2 separate regions of the Sus scrofa genome follow, and region 1 is linked to region 2. Evidence: chromatin contacts called from public Hi-C data. All regions are on one chromosome and are shown on one strand. The core of a region is the stretch at or near the end of the contact, and the rest is flanking DNA. Distances in the headings are between cores, read along the strand shown.

Region 1 (6,996 bases), core at 3,757-6,256, 160 kb before region 2:
GGTTCAGTCACACTGGTAAGAACTCAAAGGATTATATCATTATTGTTAATGAAATATTTTTTAATTATGAGTAATGATTATTATTGTTTGAGTTTTTATTGGTTTGGGCAACCTTTACATGTGTTGAGAGCCATGTTGCTGAAGAACCTTAGGCTACTTGGCACTGGGCTTCTGTGCTGCCCTGGTCACCACACTGGTGAATCCGAGGAGACTGGCGGTTATCTTCCTGGCCACAGGCAGAGACTCTGCAGAAGGAAGGCCCCAAATAGGCGGCCCAGGGGAAAGAAAGCACTCTGATGACATTGTTGGGGTCCTGATGTCCAGATTCCTTTGAAGTTCAGTTCATCTTTGGCATCCAAAGGAAGCTTTGTGTGGACAGACTACTTTGAACTGGGTTTTAATCCTCCTGGCCATCAGCATGTTCTCCAGGGCTCCGTCTGCCCAGAGCCAAGAGGCTGCCTAGATGCCCACAGCCAGGCTCTGTCTTTATCCTGCAAAGCCTCCTTGGGAACACAGCAACTGAACTCTTTTATGGAGCTTTCTGGTCACTGCCTGCGCCCTCACTCTGCGTTCTGAAAAGACTCTCACTGCCCCACTGCCTGTCCCAGCATTGCAGATGGGCCATCTTGAAGCAGAGGTGCCACGTGTGTGGCCTTGATCCTGGGGTGCTCCCCTCTGGCTCCGAGGTTACCCCCCTCTGCTCCAGCCGATGGGTGCACATGATGGGTCCCTCCAAGCCAGGGTCCTCAGCAGGGGACTGTGTTGGACCACAGACATTTATCATAAAATTCACCTTTTAAAACACCATCTTATAGTATTTGGAAGTCCCTAAATGATTAACATAAGAATATTTATTACTCTAATTGTAACTTAATGAGAGTGGTGGGGCATTTTTTTGAAGGGGGGAATAAGATACACAGGCATGGAGGTTTCTCTGAGCTGAGTTCACCACAGCTGGTGAATTTGAAGATTTATGCATGCTAGATAAATACTCCTTAAAGTGAGTACAGAGGAAAAAATTGGGCCCAGAAATCTGAAGGGCCCTGTTAAAGTTCATAAGAGTTTACTTAGACTAAATCTGTTTCCCTGGGTATTATCATGGAAGCTGAAACATTCCTCTGCCCGTATTCCTGCCTTTGAATGAACCATTTATTTTTACCATTCTGGAGGTGATCATTCTTGGGGTAACTCAGTCCCAGTACCCAGCTATGCCCGAGGGGACCTCAGGAGTGGGGAGGTACTGTGTAAGGGTACCCACTCGCCAATTATGACTGTAAATGGCAAGTCATGAGCCAAAACCTACTGATTCCACAAGACAGCATCATATCCCTAAACTAAACTGGGTTGAGACATAGATTAGATTTTTATGTTTGTTTCTAGTACCTGCACTATATGCATGCTTCTCATTTACACTTTAGTGACTATTTCTAGGACTACGGCAGTTTAGGAAACAGGATCTGTTTGGTTTTGTTCTCTCAAACTGAAGATGCTCTGTTCAAAATTCTCCTGAGAGATGGGGCCAGGGGCTGTATACAACAGGGCATGTAGAATTTGGAGGAGGGAGGGGATATTGAAACTCTCTGTATCTTGGAGTTTTCATGTGGTGCAGCAGGTTAAGGATCCGGTATTGTCACTGCAGCAGCTTGGGTCTGTGCTGTGACCTAGATTCAATTCCTGGCCCAGGAACTTCCACATACCTTGGGTGCGGCCAAAACCCCTCAACTTTCTCTATTTTGATCGGGGTGGTGGTTACTGCTGTATGCATTTGTCAAAACCCATAGCACGAAATACTGAAAATGGTGAATTTTGTATGAGTCATTATACCTTGGATCATAATATGCCACTTTGGCATAAGGATTATTTTTAGCTAAGGACGATTGAAAATCGACGGATGTAGGAAGAGTTCTTGCCATCCCCTCATCTGCCTAGAAGCAGGGCATAAACTTCCCTTTGGGCAGTGTCTTTTCCCCTCCACCAGAAAGAGAAGAGGCACTTAACACTGTAAGTGAGGAGCTGGCCCTGAGTTGAGTTTGCATAAACCTGCCTTACTGAAAATAACCTTTACCTTCCAATATTTTCCCCATACACTTGCTAGTCACATCTCCATAATTTATCATCCCTTGAAGCCCAAGCCCTCTTTCCTTTCTTAAAAGGGTAGATAAGTCCTGAGTCTAATCACTTATTTGAGTTTGCTTTTCTGTGCATGTGAATATTAAATTGTATGCCGTTTATCCTGTTAATCTGCCTTTTGTGGATTTAATTCACAAGTCCCTATTTACTGAACCTAAGAGGATAGAAGAAAAGGTTTTCCTCCCCAACAAGCTCAATTAAAAAAAAAAAATTGGGAGTTCCCGTCGTGGCGCAGTGGTTAACGAATCTGAATAGGAACCATGAGGTTGCGGGTTCGGTCCCTGCCCTTGCTCAGTGGGTTAACGATCTGGCGTTGCCGTGAGCTGTGGTGTAGGTTGCAGACGCGGCTCGGATCCCGAGTTGCTGTGGCTCTGGCGTAGGCCGGTGGCTACAGCTCCGATTCGACCCCTAGCCTGGGCACCTCCATATGCCGCGGGAGCGGCCCAAGAAATAGCAAAAAAAAAAAAAAAAAATTGAAGTTAAATCCCCCCCCCAAGAAGTTTTATGTAATACTAATAACTGCGGATAAAGGAAAAAAGATCACAAATCAGCATGCTCCTACAATGGGCATTTGTGCTTTGGATTTACCCCAACCCACCTTTTGCTTCTGGGAGAGTAGGTGACTGTTGGCTGATGCCATGCCCTCTCCCTCTCTGGTCAGAGGGACCCTGACTGAGCTGATAAGAGTCACCCCACTCTGCCGGCAACATGCCTGGAAAAGGCATGTAACTCAAGCAAGCCAAGAGTCAATCCCTGCATATATAAATAGACAGTGGAAGAAAGAGGCTTTTTTTCTGTTCTTTCATACCATTTGATTTTAAAATGGAGCACAGGGAGTTCTCTTGTAGAGCAGTGGGTTAAGGATCCAGCATGGTCACTGCAGTGGCTCGGGTCACTTCTGTGGGGGTGGTTGGATCCCTGGCCTGGGAACGTCCATGTGCTGCAGGTGCGGCCAAAAAATCAAATAAAATGAAAACAAAATGGAATCACAAAATGCTGGTTTCTGCCACCATTCCACTCATATGCTGAGGGGAGCCAACCCGAACTAAGCTAAGAATCACTGTGCCTGCCATAGGCTCTGCCCACCCTCACCCTTGCCACCAGTTGCCAAACTCTGGTCTAACAAGGTTACATCCCCACCAAGAGTGTGTGTGAGTTCCAGTGGCTCCACATTGTCCCAACACTTCGTATTGTCAGAACTAAAACTGTTGCCAATTCCATTGAACATAAAATAGGATCTTGTGTTTTTAAATGTTTCTCTGATTACATTGAGGCTGAACATCTTTTTATATGCTTATCAGTCACATAGGCTTCCTCATCTGTGAATTCTTTATTCATATCTTTTGGTCATTTTCCTGTTGGATTATTTGTCTTTTTCTCATTAATTCCTGAGAAATTTTTTTCAATGTTTTCTGTGTACAGATTCTTTGTAAGCTAACTATCCCATTTTATGACGCGTTTTACTTTTTTATAAAACATATTAAATGTTTTAAAAATACCCTTTTGTTGAAGGGAAGCTTTAAATTTTGATGAAATCAAACATATCACTCTTTTCCCTTATGGTTTATGCTTTTTATATTTCAAGGAAGAAATTCTTCTCTGGTTTGTTCAAAAATTTAAAAATTTTGCTTTTTTGATGTTTAGGTTCCGTTCACCTGGAATTTACTTTTTGTTTATGGTATGAGGTAGGACGTTGTTTTAGTTTGGCTTTTTAAAATTTCCATGTGGATAGTCGATTGTCTTAGAAATATTGATTTAAAAAGTCTCTGTTGGCGTTCCCACCATAGTGCAAGTGGGTCAAGAATCCAAAGGGGCAGATTTGATCCCCAGCCTGGCGCAATGGGTTAAAGGATCTGGTGTTACCACAGCTGTGGCTCGGAGTCAGTCCCTGGCCAGGGAATTTCCATATGCCTTCAGTGTAGCCATTTAAAAAGAAAAGTCTCTATCCTGTTGAAAGAACCTTCACCATACTTATCTGTATTGTCACCTCTGTTGTTAGCAAGATCCCTAATATGTAAGTTCTTTATATTATATGTGTGTATATATATATATATATGTATATACATACATATATACACATAATACATATAAAAGACGTAATACATACATGCATATAAAGAGCATGTATAATATCCACATATATGTATGTGAAGATAGTTTGAGTGAATGTGTTTTCTTAATTAAATCCTAATCTGTACAGAATTTGGCAGGCAACAGAATTTAGAATTGGGTGAGCTTGGGGGTAGGCTGGCAAGTACTGAGGGCACGGCTGTTCTGGGCTGGGAAGTTGGCCATTCTTGGCACACGGAAGCAGAACTGCTGGTTACGCAGAGGTTCATTGTATATTGGGACGGCAGCATTTGTGACATTGGTAGGAAAAAACTCAAGCTGTTGCATACATCCTCAGCCTTCCGAAAAGAGCTACAGTATTTTCTGAAATTTATTTTTATTTTTTTATTTTTTTGCCTTTTTTTTGTCTTTTGTTGTTGTTGTTGCTATTTCTTGGGCCGCTCCCGAGGCATATGGAGGTTCCCAGGCTAGGGGTTGAATCGGAGCTGTAGCCACCGGCCTACGCCAGAGCCACAGCAGCGCGGGATCCGAGCCGCGTCTGCAACCTACACCACAGCTCACGGCAACGCCGGATCGTTAACCCACTGAGCAAGGGCAGGGACCGAACCCGCAACCTCATGGTTCCTAGTCGGATTCGTTAACCACTGCGCCACGACGGGAACTCCTGAAATTTATTATTAAATATTTAAATATTCAGACTGTTAAAATAATTACAAGAGTTTGTGCAATTGCTCTCATGACTCAGCACTTACTCATGACTCATACATTGCCTACAGCTCAGTCACTACATTAGAAAATGTAACAAATAATTGCCTCGTTTGTCATTGTCTGTGCATCATTCCAATTAAGTAAACAATGACATGACCAATCCCAGTAGCGGTCACTGCCATTCATATAATACAGGTTCAGATAATACAGGTTTAGAAGAAAACCTTAAGATCATAAACTAAGATTATTCATTTGGAATACAAATTATTTAATGCTTTCTCTCAATCTTACCACTTTTGATAATCTATTTTAAAACTGTGAACCAGTATTTTCTAAGTTATTCAGACTACTTTAAGCACAATAGATGGCAGTAAAAAGATAACCTGAAGCATATTAAAATTTTAAGGGTCTATTTGAGTGAAAACCCCCTGAATTAGGCAGCCCCTACCTGGAGGTTAGGACTGCTCCCCAGAGTGGGAACTGGAGGCAAGACTTTTATAGAGAAGATGGGAAGCAAAACAAGGACATTATTGATTGGCTGTAGCTTTGGTTTGCCTTATTTGGGAAAGCCATGTTGGGTGTTTGTGATTGGTTGGTCTTGGATTTTGATTTCTTAACTTTGAGGCCTTTCAGGCTTAGGTTTTGTTTTGCTTACTAGGCTCCTGAGGCATTAAAGCTCTTTAGTCTAATGGCCTCCTTGTTTAATTACTTTAACTTGGCTGATAATCTTTTTATTTTTTGTGTGTTTTGTCTTTTTAGGGCTGTACCTGAGGCATATGGAGGTTCCCAGGCTAAGGGTCTAATCAGAGCTAGAGCTGCCTGTTTACACAGCAACGCCAGATCTGAGCCTCCTCTTCCACCTACACCACAGCTCATGGCAATGGCGGATCCTTAACCCACTGAGCAAGGCCAGGGATTGAACCCCCAACCTCATGGTTCCTAGTCGGATTCGTTAACCACTTCACCAAGATGGGAACTCTGCTGATAATATTTTTAAAAACCAAGGTCAGAAATTGTTTCTGTAATTACAACTATAAAGTAATTGATATCTGGAGTTCCTGTCATGGCATGGCTCGGCAGAAACACATGACTAGTAACCATGAGGACGCAGGTTCAATCCCTGGCCTCGCTTTGGGAAAAATCCCCAGAGCAAGTAATAATAAATCCTTTCTTCTCCCAGTCTTTGGCTTGGTTATGTCTATTGGCTCAACACCCTCCAAGAGGTGAACCTAGTTTTCAGGTAACAAAAGGAATCGGAGGTCCTTGGCTGATTTCAGGTTTAGGACAGGAAAAGCACAAGGTGGACCTGAATCATCTTCATCTTATTGTTCTGGAAACTAAAAAAGTGTTTAAAAAAATGCATGAGTGTTACTGGAACAAACTTGGGTGGGCTTGTCCATGCCATATCGAAGCCAGTTTACTGAGGTGCAGTGAAGGAAAGTGCAGCATTTGTGTACAGGACACCCAGCAAGGAGAAGGAGAGCAGACCCGGATCCCTAATGGTTTTCAGGGGTGGGCTTTTAAAGGCAACATTTCCTATGAGGGCTTCAGGGTGCATGCTTTTCTTCTGATTGGTTGGTGGTGAGACAACAGGGCGAGGTTTTAGAAAATCTTTTTTTTTTTTTTTTTTTTAAATGGCCACACCTGCAGCAAATGGAAGTTCCACTGCCAGGGATTGAATCTGAGCCACAGCTATGGCAACACCTGACAGTTTAACCCTCTGCTGAAGGCCAGGGATCTAACCTGTGCCTCCGCAGTGACCCAACCCTCTGCTGTTGGATTTTGTTTGTTTGTTTTTGTTTTTTAGGGCCGCACCCACGGCATATGGAGGTTCCCAGGCCAGGGGTCTAATCGGAGCTACAGCTGCCTACACCACAGCCACAGCAATGCCAGATCCGAGCCTCGTCTGAGATCTACACTGCAGCTCACGGCAGCACCAGACCCTTAACCCACTGAGTGAGGCCAGGGATCAAACCCGCAACCTCAGGTTCCTAGTTGGATTCGTTTCAACTGCACCATGATGGGAATTCCCTTTTTTTTTTTTAGTCTTTTTAGAGCTGCACCCGTGGCATATGGAGGTTCCCAGGC
Region 2 (6,506 bases), core at 2,953-5,452:
TAATGATGTCAACAAGTTGCCCTAAGTTGCTCTTAACCACAAAGCAGGCTGTGATTTGATCTGCCTTCACTAGTGGCCGGAGTCCACTCAGAAGTCATGGTCAGAGCAACCTTGGATTTGCAGCAAGTTACATCAGATGGTCTGTTCTTACTGAACCCAGACCCCCAGAGAAAGAACGGCTGCTTGGAGTCTAGTTTCTGTTGAGGGCAGAGGTCTCCTGATTTGAGCGATCTGGTCCAGCTGAGCAGCAGTTTTACCAAGCTCTCAAAAGGAATTGCTTTATTCAAAAAGAGATTTTAAAAATGGGGAGTTCCTGTAGTGGCTCGGCAAGTTAAGAACCTGACTAGTATCCATGAGGATGCAGGTTACATCCCTGATCTCACAAAGTGGGTTAAGGAGCCAGCATTATCACATGCTGCAGCGGTGGAGGTCACAGATGCAGCTTGGATCCAGCCCTGCTGTGGCTGTGGCTGTGGTGTAGGCCGGCAGCTGCAGCTCCAATTTTTTTTTTTTTAACATTTATTTTATTTTATTTTTTATAGCATTTTATTACTCAGTTACATGTATAGTTGTACAGTGATCATCACAACCAAATTTTATAGCATTTCCAACCCAAAGCCCCAGCGTCCCCCTCCCCCACTAACCTGTCCCATTTGGAAACCCTGCAGCTCCGATTTGACCCCTAGCCTGGGAACTTCCCTATGCCACTGGTGCAACCCTAAAAAAGAAAAAAAAAAATGAAATGGAGTTAACAGTAAGGTGCTAGAGTCAACTGGGCAAATCCCTCCCCAAGTCTGTGCTCAGTGACATTTCCTCCATAGCTTGCAACTGACCTTGGTGTGAGTGTTTACACCATGGAAACTGGCAAGTGCTGTGACTCTGTAGTTATCTCCCAGAGAGCCAGTTGGTAAGCATTTCCAGCACACTTCTGCACAGAGACAGGGCTATTCAAAGGGTAATCCAAAGACAGGTATCAATTCACAAAGTATTGCATGGAGAGGGATGCCACGAAAATCCAGAGTAAGCATTTAGGAACTTTATAGCAATTCTACAGAGATTTTGTCAGTAGAATCTAATAAAAGAAAATAGCATGGAGTTCCCGTAGTGGTTCAGCAGATTAAGAACTCATGGATCCTAGTATCCAGGAGGATGTGCGTTCCATCCCTGGCCTCACTCAGTGGGTGAAAGATCTGGTGTTGCTGTGGCTGTGGTGTAGGCTGGTGACTGCAGCTCTGATTCAACCCCTCGCCTGGGAACTTCCATACACTGCAGATGCAGCCCCTAAAAAAAAAGAAAACAGTGAGCTTGTTTTTGCATGGCTTTGTTTTTAAAATTTCCTTCTTCTAGTAATTTATTTGTATTGCATTTTATCAAACTATTGATCAGCATCAGAATGAACATCAAATAAGCAAACAAATAAACTGTCCCTCACCAGAGATTGAGAAGCACTGATTGTGGAAGGTTTGCAAATCCGGGGGATGGGGCAGAGGTACTGCTTGTGAGATTGAGAAGAAATTAGGTAACTTGAAACCGTAGGCTAATTTAGAAAGAGAAATGGTGTGAAGACACCAAAAGGGGAAAAAAAAAAAGGTGGAAAGAGCTGAACTTGGGACGTAAAGGGAGCATTGCACAAATGCAGGATGGGAAGAGTGAACTTGTGGTTTTAATGGCAGGCGACATGTCTATTTCTACGAAGCCATGTTTACATAGATGTGTAATATTTAAAAGGATACAAAGATTGCTGTGCTGCCTTTTCTGGCCTTTCTTTAAGAAGAAGATGCAGGGTATTCCAAGGAGCGGAAAAACATGTCTTATAAGGAATGGCTTAAGGACAGAGGACACGTTGTTTGCAAGGAAGACAGGGTTTACAATTATTTCGAAGGCTATCGTGTAGAGGGTGCCTAGACTTGGGCTGTATGAAGCCCACAGGGAAACCACAAAAGGAAAAGCTCAGAGAGGCATAAAGAATACTTGTCTATGAGTCACTTGTCCAAAGATAGTGTATAGGGGAACTTGCTGGGGAGTGACCTCTCGGTCCCTGGAAGTGTGCAAGTACAGACCAGCTCATCTTTTGGCTAGGAAGTTACTGCAACTGTACCATCACCTTGCGGGGGGTGGGAGTGGGAGGTCTGAAGTAGAGAAGACTTCTTTCAGACTGGAGCTCCCAGTGTGCGTTGGTGGTATAGTGGTGAGCAGAGTTGCCTCCCAAGCCAGAGCTCCTGTGGCTTTATGAATAGAACCCAGAAAAGAGTCAGAGAAGTAGGGGCCCATTGAGAGGGATGATAAACAGCCAAAGCAGGAAGCCAGGAGAGTTACCCACAGGCTGTTGGTAGCAGATAGGACTGTTCTGGCATCCTGGGAACAGATCTTGGCACCAATGAAGATAAAACTCCTAACAGAGAAGTTTGCTGCTGCTGCTGCTGCTTCCAGGCAGGCTGACCCAGAGGGGCTGAACTTACAACAAACTGTGGGAGCCATGCTCCCCATGGTGACACACTCCCCAGGCCAGACCCCCTACTAAGCACCAGAAAAGTTGATGGTTTGGCCAGGGTGTGTTCCCAGGATAAAAGCACAAGCCCAGGTGAAAACAAAGATGATGAGATGGAGCGTGTCTTGACTTTCATCTGCCGTGAGATCAACCTAATCACCATCCTTTGTAACATTCAACGCGCTGCAAATTTATTTTATTTTATTTTTATTATTATTATTTTTGGGGGCTTTTTTTTTTTTTTTTTTTGCTATTTCTTTGGTCCGCTCCTGCGGCATATGGAGGTTCCCAGGCTCTGGGTCGAATCGGAGCTGTAGCCGCCAGCCTACGCCAGAGCCACAGCAACGCGGGATCCGAGCCGGTCTGCAACCTACACCACAGCTCACGGCAACGCCGGATCGTTAACCCACTGAGCAAGGGTAGGGACTGAACCCGCAGCCTCATGGTTCCTAGTCAGATTCATTAACCACTGCGCCACGACGGGAGCTCCGTGCGAATTTAATAGACAGGGTCTCGAGACCCAGGGAGATCTCACTAAACCCATATATATATATGATGGTAAGACAGAGGCTCAGGGCAGGTAACTGATTGCTCTAAGTCATGCAGCTACGAGGTGGTAGAGTTAGTGTTCTCTGGCCTCCAAATGCCACCTCTTTTCCTTCACTCAAATCACCTGGACTCATCTGCTATTAAACCTTAAATGCCTTGGCCAGTAAAGCTTAATGCTTTCTGTGACAAATTCCAGGAGACGGCTCCCAGCTGCAGGACCTGGGCAAAGGTGAGGAGGATGCATGCATGTGGATGGGTCAGCAAGGGGTGTGCCCATGCAGCTTGAAAACTGCTGCCAAAGGGAGAAACGCCGCAAAAAACACCACACGGGGAAAAATAACCGCCTTCTTTCAAAATATTTACAGCTCAACATGTACAGGCCACCCAAAGTGTGCTGGTCAGTGGTCCGCGCCCTGCTGGCCCCACGGGGAGAGGGTGGCCATCCCAGGGCCGCGGGGGCGGGGCCGGGGCTTCTGAGGGGACCCGGGCCGCTGCTGGCCTTCCCCCTGGTTAGTTTTGGCTCAAGGGAAGAGGCTGTGAGAACGATTTCCACCAGAGCCATCCTCCACGGAAACCGCAGGAACAGCTAACCTTTCCTCGGTCAAGTAGAAAAAAGCAGGGCCTGTGTGAGGGTGTAGGGGGCGGAGCGGGATGTGGACAGAGAGGGAGGGCTGCTGTAATAACTTTTGTAGTCATAGGACTTGCCAGTGGGTAGTTACTAGTATTCCAGACACTTCCTAATGCCAGACAAACGCCCAAGCCTCAGCTTGTCTGGCTCCGAGATCTATTCAGTCGATAGTAGCCGGGGAGAGCAGCGCTTTCTGCTGCAAATCAAACACAACATTGTTCTCAGAGGAAGAATGGCAAGGTTTGTTTCAGAGTCACAGATTTTTTTTTTTCCTGAGGCACCCGAGTTATTTTAACAAGTTGCTACAAAACTTGGGCTTCCTGAGGTGAGGCTTGTCGTGCACAGTGCGTGTACTGTCCCAAACCGGGGTGTGCGTGTGTGTGTGTGTGTGGGGGGGGGGGGTTAGAAAGTTAGTCATTAAAAAAAGAAAAGAAAGAAGGAAAGAAAAAAAAGCCCCAGGCACTCCATGCCTGGAAATGATGTCAGACGCAGCCACTCCTCTGTTAGAACTACAACCCAACAATGCTGGGCCGATCGCCGCAGCTGCGCTCCAAATGTCAGCGCCCAGCCCGGCCAAAGGGCTTGAAAGCCACCGAGCCCGAGGACTTTGTGCGTTACCTTTGTCGCCCACATTTTCCCCAAGCACTCGCAGGAACCTGGCAACAGGTAACGTGGCAACCTTTGCCTTCTAAAACGGCAGGCAGCAGGATTTCAGAGAACAAAAGGATTTTTTTTTTAAAGCCAGCGGCATCTCCCTCACCACCCCCCCTCCCTCCCAGCTCAGTCTGAGAAAACAAAGTATTGCTGCAGGCAGCCCGCTCTCGAGCGCCCCCTGGTGACCAATCTCGGAACATCACCGATGTACCTGGAAATCCGAGGCTCGGCTCCCAGGTAAGTCACAAGGAAGGGGGATGGCTTGGCTGCTTTTGTCTTCCAGAAAAAAACGCAAAGAGTAAGTCAAGACCCAGAATGTCTTGCTTTTTAATTTACCACCTTAAAATTAAGGGTAAGAGCTCTGGGTTGAGGGTGCTGACCTTCCCCCCCCCCCCCAGCAGCTGCTAGGGCAACAGTTTTTGTTACCTTGGCAAGTTGAAAAGCAAAAGCTGCTGCCGCTCTTTGGTTAAGTGGATGGCAGTGAGGATGAATAGCCAAGAAAACGAGGGTTCTGCTGGGTGGGACTGGCATTTTCCATTTTTATCTGAATTTGTCGATTGTTTGCAGAAGCCTTTCTCTCAGGTAGAAACATTTCTAATTCCCTTCACTGGTTTCCTGTTAGTTTATTTGCAAAGATGATTTAGGATTCCCAAACTGCTGGCCCAGCCTCCCAGAGAGCCTGCTTTGCAGCCCCACCTTAGCTCTTTTATCTCTGTGTGGGGCAAACACCCACGAAAATGCCCAGGGCAGTCTTTTTAACCAAGGCTTCTTCCTCTCCTGGGCTCCTCCCTCCTTCGGAGCAATCCGGTCCCTGATTTGGAGGAAGGATTACAGTTGTGAGGCCCTGGTAGCTCTAGTCAGTTGCAAGGGCAGCCCCCTTTGTCCCTTTCCGGAAATGTTAAGAAAACTAAGAAAGAGGTTCAGATCAAAGCCGCTGTTCTCTTCAGAAAGTTCCATTAATTAACTAAATTAAAGGAAGTTAAGTGTTGTTTGGAGGAAAGTCATTTTAGAAGGCCCAGGTCCAGGCACTGAGATCTGAAGCCTCTCATGGGAACCTTTAATGAAGCTTGGCAAGAAGTTAACCACTCTGAGAAATGGAGGGTTACCATATGTAAAACCAGTTCTTGCCTGAAATCAGTCATTTCAAAGGAACATCTTGAAAGGCAGCAGACATCTGGCTAGTCCTTGACTCGATCCTTTAACGTTCCAGATTACAAACCAAGGGCTCTGAGTAAGAATCATTTGACCAGTAGCTGAGGTGAGTCACAGCCTTCAGAGAACGAGGCACAAAGTTTCGTGTCAGGATGTTGAGAACACCAGGCTCACTCACTAATTTGCAAGGCATGGCCGTTGCTTCCAGGAGGGAAAGCCATCAGGATTTCACGGTTCATTTTCCCAGCCTCCCCAACAGGTGCTGTTGAGTCATCCACACACACCAGCGGCTGCCCTGGCAGTTTCATCTCTTGGGCTTAAATTTCCATTTGTTCCACAACTTGTTGAAGTGATTTCTACCACTACATCAGATATACCACTTCCTCTAGGACTTAGGGTGTTTTGGTTTTTTGTTTTTTTTTTTCCTCATGTTGGTAACTGTGCATATTTTTCAAAATCTGTCCCAGCCAGGTCAGCAGGTCTTCCTGGGTTGAATGGACTGTTGACAGGAAGGGAAGATTCAGGGCCGGCGGTCAGGGTTACAGAATTAAATAAGGTTTCCTGGGAGGGCAGACCGGTCTTGTGGGGAGACTACATGCCTAGGAGGGTCTGGGGTAAGGCTGGTGCCAGGAGCAGGGAGGACATTTTTTCTTTTAGGTGTCTCATCCACCAGCTCTCATTTCCATCACTTCTCAGCAGTACTTGCCTATGTTCTCTATTAGGTGAATCCCCGCCCCTGCCCCCAGACTGAGAGAAAGGAGTTGGTTAAGGATGTTAGGATCACAAGGTCAGGCATTGTTGTCCACTGTATCCGTGATGACCACAGTGCTTAGGACATGCATGGCACGTGGAACTATCTGGGTCAGTACTTGGTACATAGAGGAAGGAACAGAGACGAGAAGGGACTTCCTGGAGAAGAAGAAAAAGGGACTAATAATCAGGAAAGAAGGGTCAGCAGGGGTAGAAGTAAAATGAAGGCTCAGCAAAGCCATCCTCTGTGACCTTGGATGTTGCAACACCATCTGCCTTCACCAG

The links. Hi-C and Micro-C count contacts between places; a contact is called where the count stands out from the background.
Region 1: a Hi-C map of fibroblasts shows a contact between it and region 2, with 2.5 times the contacts expected there. The contact joins two enhancer-like sites. A contact is called at or near these places in 1 of 47 Hi-C or Micro-C datasets (fibroblasts) and 2 of 2 datasets of contacts at active chromatin or transcription factors (alveolar macrophages and skeletal muscle).

The regions. Positions count from the first base shown.
Region 1 is chr6:103,296,376-103,303,371 of Sscrofa11.1, reverse strand. No RefSeq gene overlaps it. Among named protein-coding and RNA genes, the nearest start is that of TGIF1, 65 kb to the right of the region's middle. Within about 2 kb of position 5,006, at least 7 of the 83 cell types and tissues checked have an H3K27ac peak or open chromatin away from gene starts, as enhancers often do.
Region 2 is chr6:103,131,142-103,137,647 of Sscrofa11.1, reverse strand. All of the region lies in intron 7 of DLGAP1 (disks large-associated protein 1), which reads right to left. Among named protein-coding and RNA genes, the nearest start is that of TGIF1, 100 kb to the left of the region's middle. Within about 2 kb of position 4,202, at least 69 of the 83 cell types and tissues checked have an H3K27ac peak or open chromatin away from gene starts, as enhancers often do.